2 separate regions of the Mus musculus genome follow, and region 2 is linked to region 1. A link is a contact called in public Hi-C data. All regions are on one chromosome and are shown on one strand. Each heading gives the region's core, a stretch centred on a gene start, on an enhancer-like site or on the middle of the called end of the contact. The rest is flanking DNA. Distances are from core to core; before and after follow the strand shown.

Region 1 (4,078 bases), core at 667-3,166:
TGGGGAATGCCAATCTTGTTGGCTCTGGTTGGTTAGCTAGGGGAGTCTAGTTAGATATGGCCACAATGTCAGTTGGTGTTGACTCTGACCCACATACAAGTGGAAAACACAGCTGAGCTTGGGAAAAACCATAGTATACAAAATACGACAAAAAAAGTTACGTCTTCAATGAACAGGGGCGAAATCTGAGCAGAACTCTCTAACGAAAAATCCGGGACACTAGATGGAATATTACAGCCATGATGGAAAAAGCAGAGTATTTAAAAATACAACAAGATTAGACACATTTCTAGTCCTGGCTTACCACACAGAAAACCTCTTTGATAATTTTATGTGGACAGGAGAATTTGACATATTAGATAAATTTGAATAAATCTGAAAAAGAAAAAAATTAACTTTGGAATTTTGTTTTACAAGTCATGAGGTCCAGGATTTAAAAAAAAATGTTTAAAAACTGTATTTTAGTGTTCTCTATGAGAATTTGTAATTACGGAAGTAGAGAGAGTATTTGGGCATTACTCAAGTTCCAAAGCGTTCTCAATGTTACTTTTCTCAGAGAAGGGGAGGGCGATGACACATATAAGCATATTTAGTTAATAAGCTAGGCCTGTTAGATGGACCAGTTTAGAAAGCATCGGAGGCCAAAGGTCGTGGGTTCAGTAACAAGATTAAGATCTGCTTGATTAGGGTCAGCGGCCGGGAGCTTCACAGCAGACAACGCTGTGACTGTGACATGCTGTCCCTGACTTGTAGGAATGGTGTGACAGATACAGCAAGTGACCCTAAACTCAGAGGGGAAGAGACTGATCCCCAAACTGTCAGAGAGTGCCATGAGCTCAGCCCTCCAGCTGGCCATTTTGTGTGTAGGTTTGTGGGGGGAAGGGTTAGCAGATTGGTTTTGAGTCTTAAGCCATTTTTGAGAATAAAGATATCTGAGGGTCCCTCTAGCCAAATATTCCTTCTGGCGTACCTCTGATTTGAACCATTAGGATGTGGCGAGGTTAACTGACTGTAATGAGGTCCTGCAGCTGGAACTTTGTGTACAACTGAACCCTGGCTTTTAAAGCTCACCCATAGACAATGTTCGCTTTTCTCTGTGTATGCCAGAGATCTTCAATTAGTTTTGAGCTCTGCTCTCTTATGACAGATTTCTTGACAGGTGTCAATAGACATATAAAACTTGGTCTAGTATATAAGAGCTTTTCTGGCTCTTTTTTTTTTTTGATTGTGCAGAATTTTCCATTTCTTCAGTTGGTAAACAGAAAATATGAGATGAAGTCAAAACCGGAACCACGTAGGGCAGTGCATCATGGGTCAGTCAGCTGACCACACGTCAGTCCTTGTTCACCCGAGTGGTTTCAGTGCTAGTGGGTAATGTTATTGCTGTTGTCTCTTCACAGGCGTGTTCATAAGGTTTCACATAAAGGCCACTGAAAGGCTGAGTAAGGATAAACTTAAGGATGTCATTATATTTTTAAATGTTCTCGCTTTGTGTTTCATTATGGCTTAGACCACAGGGCACACTCAGCCATGTTCTGTCATTTCATTCCAGATATACCAGCTCCCCTCACTGGGGAAACTGGGCTAGATTAGGAAACTGATTTATTCAAAGCTTCCAATTTTGTTCCAACTGAGCCAGCCCCACAATAGTTCTTCTTAGTCCGTACAGCATTAACTGAGGGTCCAGTGCCTGCCACACCCTTTTCCAGACACTGGGATGACAATACCAATTCCATTCGGTCCAGCCTGCCTCTGGCTTGTTTCTGGCTATGATTTATGCTGTTGTGGTTTCTGTATCTAGTCTCCAGCAACTGCATGCCTCATCCCTGCATCTTCTATGAGCTCTTCTCTCCTTTCTACCATTTTGAAGAGCGCTCATATACTCATGCATGCATGCATGCCTGACATTGTTTCCTCACTTGTGCAGACTGCAAAGTTGTTTTTGAATTGAGCTTGCTGACCATTTTTCAGGCTACGGTGGGTTACTTACAACTGAGTATTGTCTATCCTAAAAAACTGTTTAGCTCTCTCTCTCTCTCTCTCTCTCTCTCTCTCTCTCTCTCTTTCTCTCTCTCTCTCTCTCTGACACTGTGTGTGTGCACGCGTGTGTGCGAGTGTGTATGTGTGCATGCGTGCGTGCCTGTTGAAGTTCAAGGAAATGTAAGGAAGTAGGCTGCTCTTCAGTTCCAGCTCATGATGCACCGTTGCTCTCTTGCAACAAGCATTGCTCAGATATAGACAAAGAGCAGTGACAGACTCTGGAAGTCTTAGAGATACATCCTGATGACCTCTACAGACAAGAAAACATGGCCGATTAAACATAAATGGAAAAGGCCATGATCTGTATTAGAATTAAATGCTACTGCAGTTCCAGCTAATCTAATGTGTAGTCTCTTAATGTCGTTATATGTACCCTCGGCAGCATCACTAACAAACACAGCCATTTTGCAAGAGTTACATAGGGCCAGTATTCAGACATTTAGATCTGTCCAGCCTTTGTCTTCCAAGCCTAGGGTTATTTTTTAGGCAGGAGAACAACAGCTCAGTTTGTGAAATGGGTCTCTGGTTTTCTGTGCTTGTGAGTCTTCTAGTACTACACGGCTCTGAGTTAAACTAAAAAGCATGTTTTCTGGAAGGAAAACTGAGGCAGGGCAGTGAGAATGGCCTCTGACCTGATTTCTCCTCTCCTGGCTTCTGAGTTCTTATGGTCCTTGATCCCATTTTCTGAGACTTCCTGCTCTAGCTGTGGCTGCAGCCAGCCAGCACCAAGCTGACAGAGGGACACACTCTCCCTGCTTCATTTTCCACCCCTTATGCAAATTTTTATTGTTTGTCTCTTGCTCAGAATCTATCATCTCAAGGATAGAGACTGACCAAGGCCAATGGCATTCGTTGCTCCAGCGTTTTCCCATGCGGCAGAGTTGATACCCTTGTCGATAACAGTGGTGTTGACAGGATTAAACATGGTGCTTTTAGGCTGGATTGAGATCTCAGCAGTTAGGACCACTGGCTGCTTTCTCAGAGGACCCAGGTTCAACTCCCAGCATCCACATGGAGCTCATCATTGTAGCTCACGTTCCAGAGATCTCTGGAATTCCCTCTTTTAGACTCTATAGGCACTGTGTGGTGCACAGACATATATGGAGGCATACAATAATTAGCACACACATAAAATAATTTAAAACAAAGCTGAATATACCACTTTTTTACCACCATTGCCAAGCCACACTCATGGTGATGATGGTGCTTCTAAGGATACCTGATGCCCTCTTTCCAAGCCTACTAGACTCCTCATCTTATATGACGCTAATAAATCACTGAGACACATGATTGGAGGTTCTCCATTAAAGCATTGTGATTTAGCATGCCTGCAAAGATGAACTAACGTATGCCTGAGATAGCTCTGTCTCGATGGTCTTGTCCTTTGTCTTAAGGAATACCGAATGGCAGAGAAGCACCTGAAAAAATGCTCAACATCCTTAATCATCAGGGAAATGCAAATCAAAACAACCCTGAGATTCCACCTCACACCAGTCAGAATGGCTAAGATCAAAAATTCAGGTGACAGCAGATGCTGGCGTGGATGTGGAGAAAGAGGAACACTCCTCCATTGTTGGTGGGATTGCAGGCTTGTACAACCACTATGGAAATCAGTCTGGCGGTTCCTCAGAAAACTGGATATAGTACTACCGGAGGATCCAGCAATACCTCTCCTGGGCATATATCCAGAAGATGCCCCAACTGGTAAGAAGGACACATGCTCCACTATGTTCATAGCAGCCTTATTTATAATAGCCAGAAGCTGGAAGGAACCCAGATGCCCCTCAACAGAGGAATGGATACAGAAAATGTGGTACATCTACACAATGGAGTACTACTCAGCTATTAAAAAGAATGAATTTATGAAATTCCTAGCCAAATGGATCGACCTGGAGGGCATCATCCTGAGTGAGGTAACACATTCACAAAGGAACTCACACAATATGTACTCACTGATAAGTGGATATTAGCCCAAAACCTAAGATACCCAAGATATAAGATACAATTTCCTAAACACATGAAACTCAAGAAAAATGAA
Region 2 (4,327 bases), core at 379-2,878, 430 kb after region 1:
TTCTCACTAAGTTGACCTGCCTTGCCCTGGCAGAGGGAGAGGCCCTGAGCTGAGGAACTACAATGGTAGACAGAAGCCGGTAAGGGTCCTCGTGCACATTTCCCCTAGAACCTCGTGCTGACACCTTGAGTTTTAGTTCAGAAAAGCAAAGGCTGGATTCCTGGTCCACGAAACTGAAGGTGATAACTTATAGGCTTTAATAGCCACGGAGCTTGTAGAAATGTATTGTGGCAATAACCATATACTCGTTCATTTTCTTCTCATATAGGTGACTGCTGACTCTTTGGTATTTATAACTGTCCTTATCCAGACTAGACAGTGCTACTTCAAAGAAACTGTTAAGTTTATCTGATATAAACTGGGGCATGGCCATATGTTACATCAGAAACAAAAACAAAAAAACAAACAAAAACAAAAACAACAACAACAACAAAATTTGCCCGAATATCCAATGAGGAAAACTGAGCTAAAAAAGTGTGTCAAAAAGCCAAAGAGCAACTCTTCACAATTGATGGGTTTGGGCAGAGGTGTGGGGAGGGAAGGGCTCAGCTCTATTTAAGGGACATGCTACTAAGAATCTGACGATGTTCCAGCAAGTATACAGATATCACAAAAATGGACTCTCCCCTCCCCGTTTTAAAATTATTTTTTACTTCTTTTAGGGGCAAGCGGGAAGACATGGAACTGTGAAGGGATTAAGATCAGAGTGCATGACATGAAACTCCCAGAGCAGTAAAAATGTTAATATACAAAAAAATACACACATACCCATGTACACACACAGGCAGAGCTCGCGTGCATGCGCATGCACACACACACATACACACACACACACAGCGAATGAGCACCTGGCAGTCGGGTTTCTGACTAGGCGACTGTTAGAGGGCACATGGGCGGCTAGCTTCCTGGGGCGCATGTTTTTTCCCTGTCTGTCTTCTGCAATGGGCATTTTTTCCCCTGACATGTTTTGGAGCCAAGTGCTTGGAGCTTATTTCTTGTCACACAGTCACTCACCTCCCACATCTGAGTTACAAACATCTGCAGGCAGCTCTGGGCTTGTTTCAAAGGCAGGGAAGATCCTGGTCAGCAAGTCAAGTTTGCATCCTTGGCTGGGAATATGGATCCCTTAGTTGACCTGTCACCTCCCCTTACACCAGGTAGGTTAGAATAATGGGACGGCCTGTGAGGGTGAGTAGTAAAAACATGAAGACACTTTAAAAACTGGATGGGTGCATGCACTTAGAAAACTGAGGCAGGAGGATTGCTGTGTGTTTAAGGCTATCCTGGGCAACATAGTGCGTTTCTGACCAGCATCAACTATATAATGAAACCCTATCTCAAACAAAATAAAATTCTTAAAAAAAAAAAAACCCACTATAAAAGAAACACAGGTAAAATTGCTACTTTGAAAAATTAAATTATTAGAAAACATGAAGAAATGAAACAAAACAAAGCATTTATCTAAATGTTCCTAAGCCTCACTCATCAAACGCCCATGATGCTTGGTAACTAACGCATCACAGAAGGCTGGCTGCCTCTTTGAGAAGCTGCTGGAGGTCTCTGACAAGAGCTACCATTTCTTGGCCAGCAGTGCACTTTCAGCTTATGTAATCACATCTCATCTTAGCTGTGAATCAATAGCAGGAGGGACCATTTTCCCTGAGGAAATCCAAGATGCAAACTGGGGCAGGTCGAAGTGGGAGGTCTGCCTGTCAAGTGCTTCCTCCCAGCCTCTCAGCCATGCAAATGGTGTGTATGTGAACAATTCCAGTCCCTTCTGCAGAAGGTCAGCACCTTCAGTTCCAGGAAGGAAGTGGGGACTCAGGCAGCTGAATGATGGGACACAGGAGGAAGTCCAAGGTAAGGGCTGAGAAGAGAAGCCTTGCCCATCTAAGAACAATTGGAAGAGGCGGGGAGTGCCCAGCCACGCCCACATGTGCCTGCAAGCGCCCAGGCTTCCCTGGCAGCGCTCCACCAAAGGGTCATGCACAGGCACTAGCTGGCAAGGCCCGCCAGACCGAACGCTCCCCGAGCCTGTCTGTAAGGTCTGGCAACAAGAGCGTCTGCAGACAAGAAAATCCACAGCGTGGCATTCCTCCAGGGAAAATGTTGTGCTGGGCTGGAGCCAGGCCTGCAACACCTGTGAACAAGTAGATTCCAGAGTGAGGAGTCACGGGCTGGCCCCTCTGAGGCCAGGCTCAGCCGCCGTTTAAGTGACATCCATTCATCTCTCACCTGCCTTTGGGAAAGGCAAGAAGATCACTGACTCTCAGTCAAAAGCACGATGTGACCGACCTGGCTCCTAAGAGGACACAGCTCTTATATGTTATCCAGACACCTTGAAACAACCACAAGGACATACCACAACACCACCACTAGGTGGCTATCATTTAAAAATAAAAAATCAATTTGGTGAGGATGTGGAGAAATTGCAAAACCCATGCAATGGGGAGGAGCACACTGAGGAGCACGGGGAATGGCTCAGACACTATCAGAAACAGCCTGGATGCCACCAAACCACCAGCAAAAAATTCAAAACATCAGGGAGAGAATCATGTGAAAGTTATAAGGATGAAATTACTCAAGAACCCTAAGAGTGACTCTAAGACACAGGCATACTTCATTGGTATATGGGGGGTCTCAGTCACTGGTACCATACTTGCTTAGCCACAGGAAGCTCTAGGTGTCCATTCCAGCACCAATTTAAAAAGGAAGAAAAAAATCATTGAGGGTAGGGGGCTGGAGAGATGGCTCAGGGGTTAAGAGCACTGGCTGCTCTTCCAGAGGACCCAGGTTCAACTACCAATACCCACATGGCAGCTTACAACTGTAACTCCAGTCCCAGGGATCTAATAACTCTCCTGGCCTCCATGAGCACCGAGCATGCTTGTGGACACATACATACATGCAGACAAAACACCCATACACACAGCTCGCATTATCACTGAAGGCAAGAACCGGAGGCTCAACAGATCACAGACCCTAAGGGAACATCCACTCCTATTATTTCTAAATGAACATAGTAATTAAACAGGCCCAGATGGCATGTTGCTATACCCACACAGACCAGTGATCACTAAGCCACCATCAGAAAAGCTGCTTCTTGTATTAGGTAGTAATTAACACGGAGCCTCACAGTTGGTCAACTGTGGGGAAGAAGAGACTTTGAAGTGCTCTAATTGGAATATCTGCATCATACCCCTCCTCTCAAGGACCTATGTAGAAGGTGGGTCAGAAAGATTTTAAGAGGCAGAAGCGGATGACTTCAAAGGAAACGGCAGTTTCTAGACACAACAGGAGAGATGCGCACGTGAAGCCACAGAGACCGTGACAACATGCACAAGATCTGCACAAGCTCAGGCCAGACAAGATCCCAGCCCATCCGAGGGAAAGGAAGTGGGCATGAAGTCCTACCCAGAACCAGGACGATATCTGCAACTGATAGCTGCTGGTGAAGGGAAATCAGTTTTCTTCACTGAAGAGGGTTATCACCCACATCACAAAGAAGGCCCACACTTATGAGTGGGTGGCCAATACAAACTGGACTCCTAGGGTTTTGTTGTTTATTTGTTTTTTTCTAAGAGAAAAAGAACTTTAAGTTGAGTAGGTAGGGAAGTGGAGGGGGGGGGGCTGAGAAAAGTTGGGGGAAGAAAAAAACAAAACCAAAGTATATTGTATGAATATATTTTTGTCTCAAAGTCTCAAAGAATAAATAAGTAGTTGTCTTAGTGAGAGTTATGTTGCTGTGATGAAACACTGTGAACAAAAGCAAATTGGGGAGGAAAGGGTTTATGTGGCTTACAGTTCCTCATCACTGTTCTTCAATGAAGGAAGTCAGAACAGGAACTCAAGCAGGGCAGGAACTTGGAGGCAGGAGCTGATGCAGAAGCCATGGAGGGGAGCTGTTTACAGGCTTGCTCAGCCTGCTTTCTTATAGAATCAGGACCACCAGCCCCAGGATGGCACCACCCTCAATGGGTTGGGCCCACCCCCATCAATCACTAATTAAGAAAATGCCCTATGCAGTCTGATATTATGGAGGCATTGTCTCAATTGAGTCTCCCTCTTCTCTAACGACCATAGCTTGTGTCAAGTTGACATAAAACCAGCCATCACAATGACAAAGACCTATTTTAGGTACATGTCTACTGGCATCAATTTCGTAAGAAGCTCTTGTGGTCAGTAATACTAGTATCTTCGGCTTAAGGCTAGTGATTCTGAGAGATGCAGTGGTTAAGTCATTCATCCAGATCACAGACCAAATCGCAGATTTATACCCAGGAAGCTGGGACTCCAGAAGTAATAGATTTAACAAGGAAGCTGTAGC

The links. A called contact is a pair of places that touch in the nucleus more often than the background predicts.
Region 2: a Hi-C map of the N1E-115 cell line shows a contact between it and region 1, with 9 times the contacts expected there. The contact joins two enhancer-like sites. A contact is called at or near these places in 1 of 39 promoter capture datasets (hippocampal neurons), 21 of 484 Hi-C or Micro-C datasets (the C3H10T1/2 cell line, the G1E-ER4 cell line, the N1E-115 cell line and 10 more) and 1 of 9 other capture datasets (embryonic stem cells).

Annotation. Positions count from the first base shown.
Region 1 is chr1:178,703,050-178,707,127 of GRCm38.p6, forward strand. All of the region lies in intron 3 of Kif26b (kinesin family member 26B), which reads left to right. Among named protein-coding and RNA genes, the nearest start is that of Gm24405, 68 kb to the left of the region's middle. Within about 2 kb of position 1,917, at least 1 of the 459 cell types and tissues checked has an H3K27ac peak or open chromatin away from gene starts, as enhancers often do. A contact at or near this core is called in the N1E-115 cell line, where this site is marked.
Region 2 is chr1:179,134,918-179,139,244 of GRCm38.p6, forward strand. The region is part of intron 5 of Smyd3 (SET and MYND domain containing 3); the gene reads right to left. Among named protein-coding and RNA genes, the nearest start is that of Gm31349, 190 kb to the right of the region's middle. Within about 2 kb of position 1,629, at least 53 of the 459 cell types and tissues checked have an H3K27ac peak or open chromatin away from gene starts, as enhancers often do. A contact at or near this core is called in the N1E-115 cell line, where this site is marked.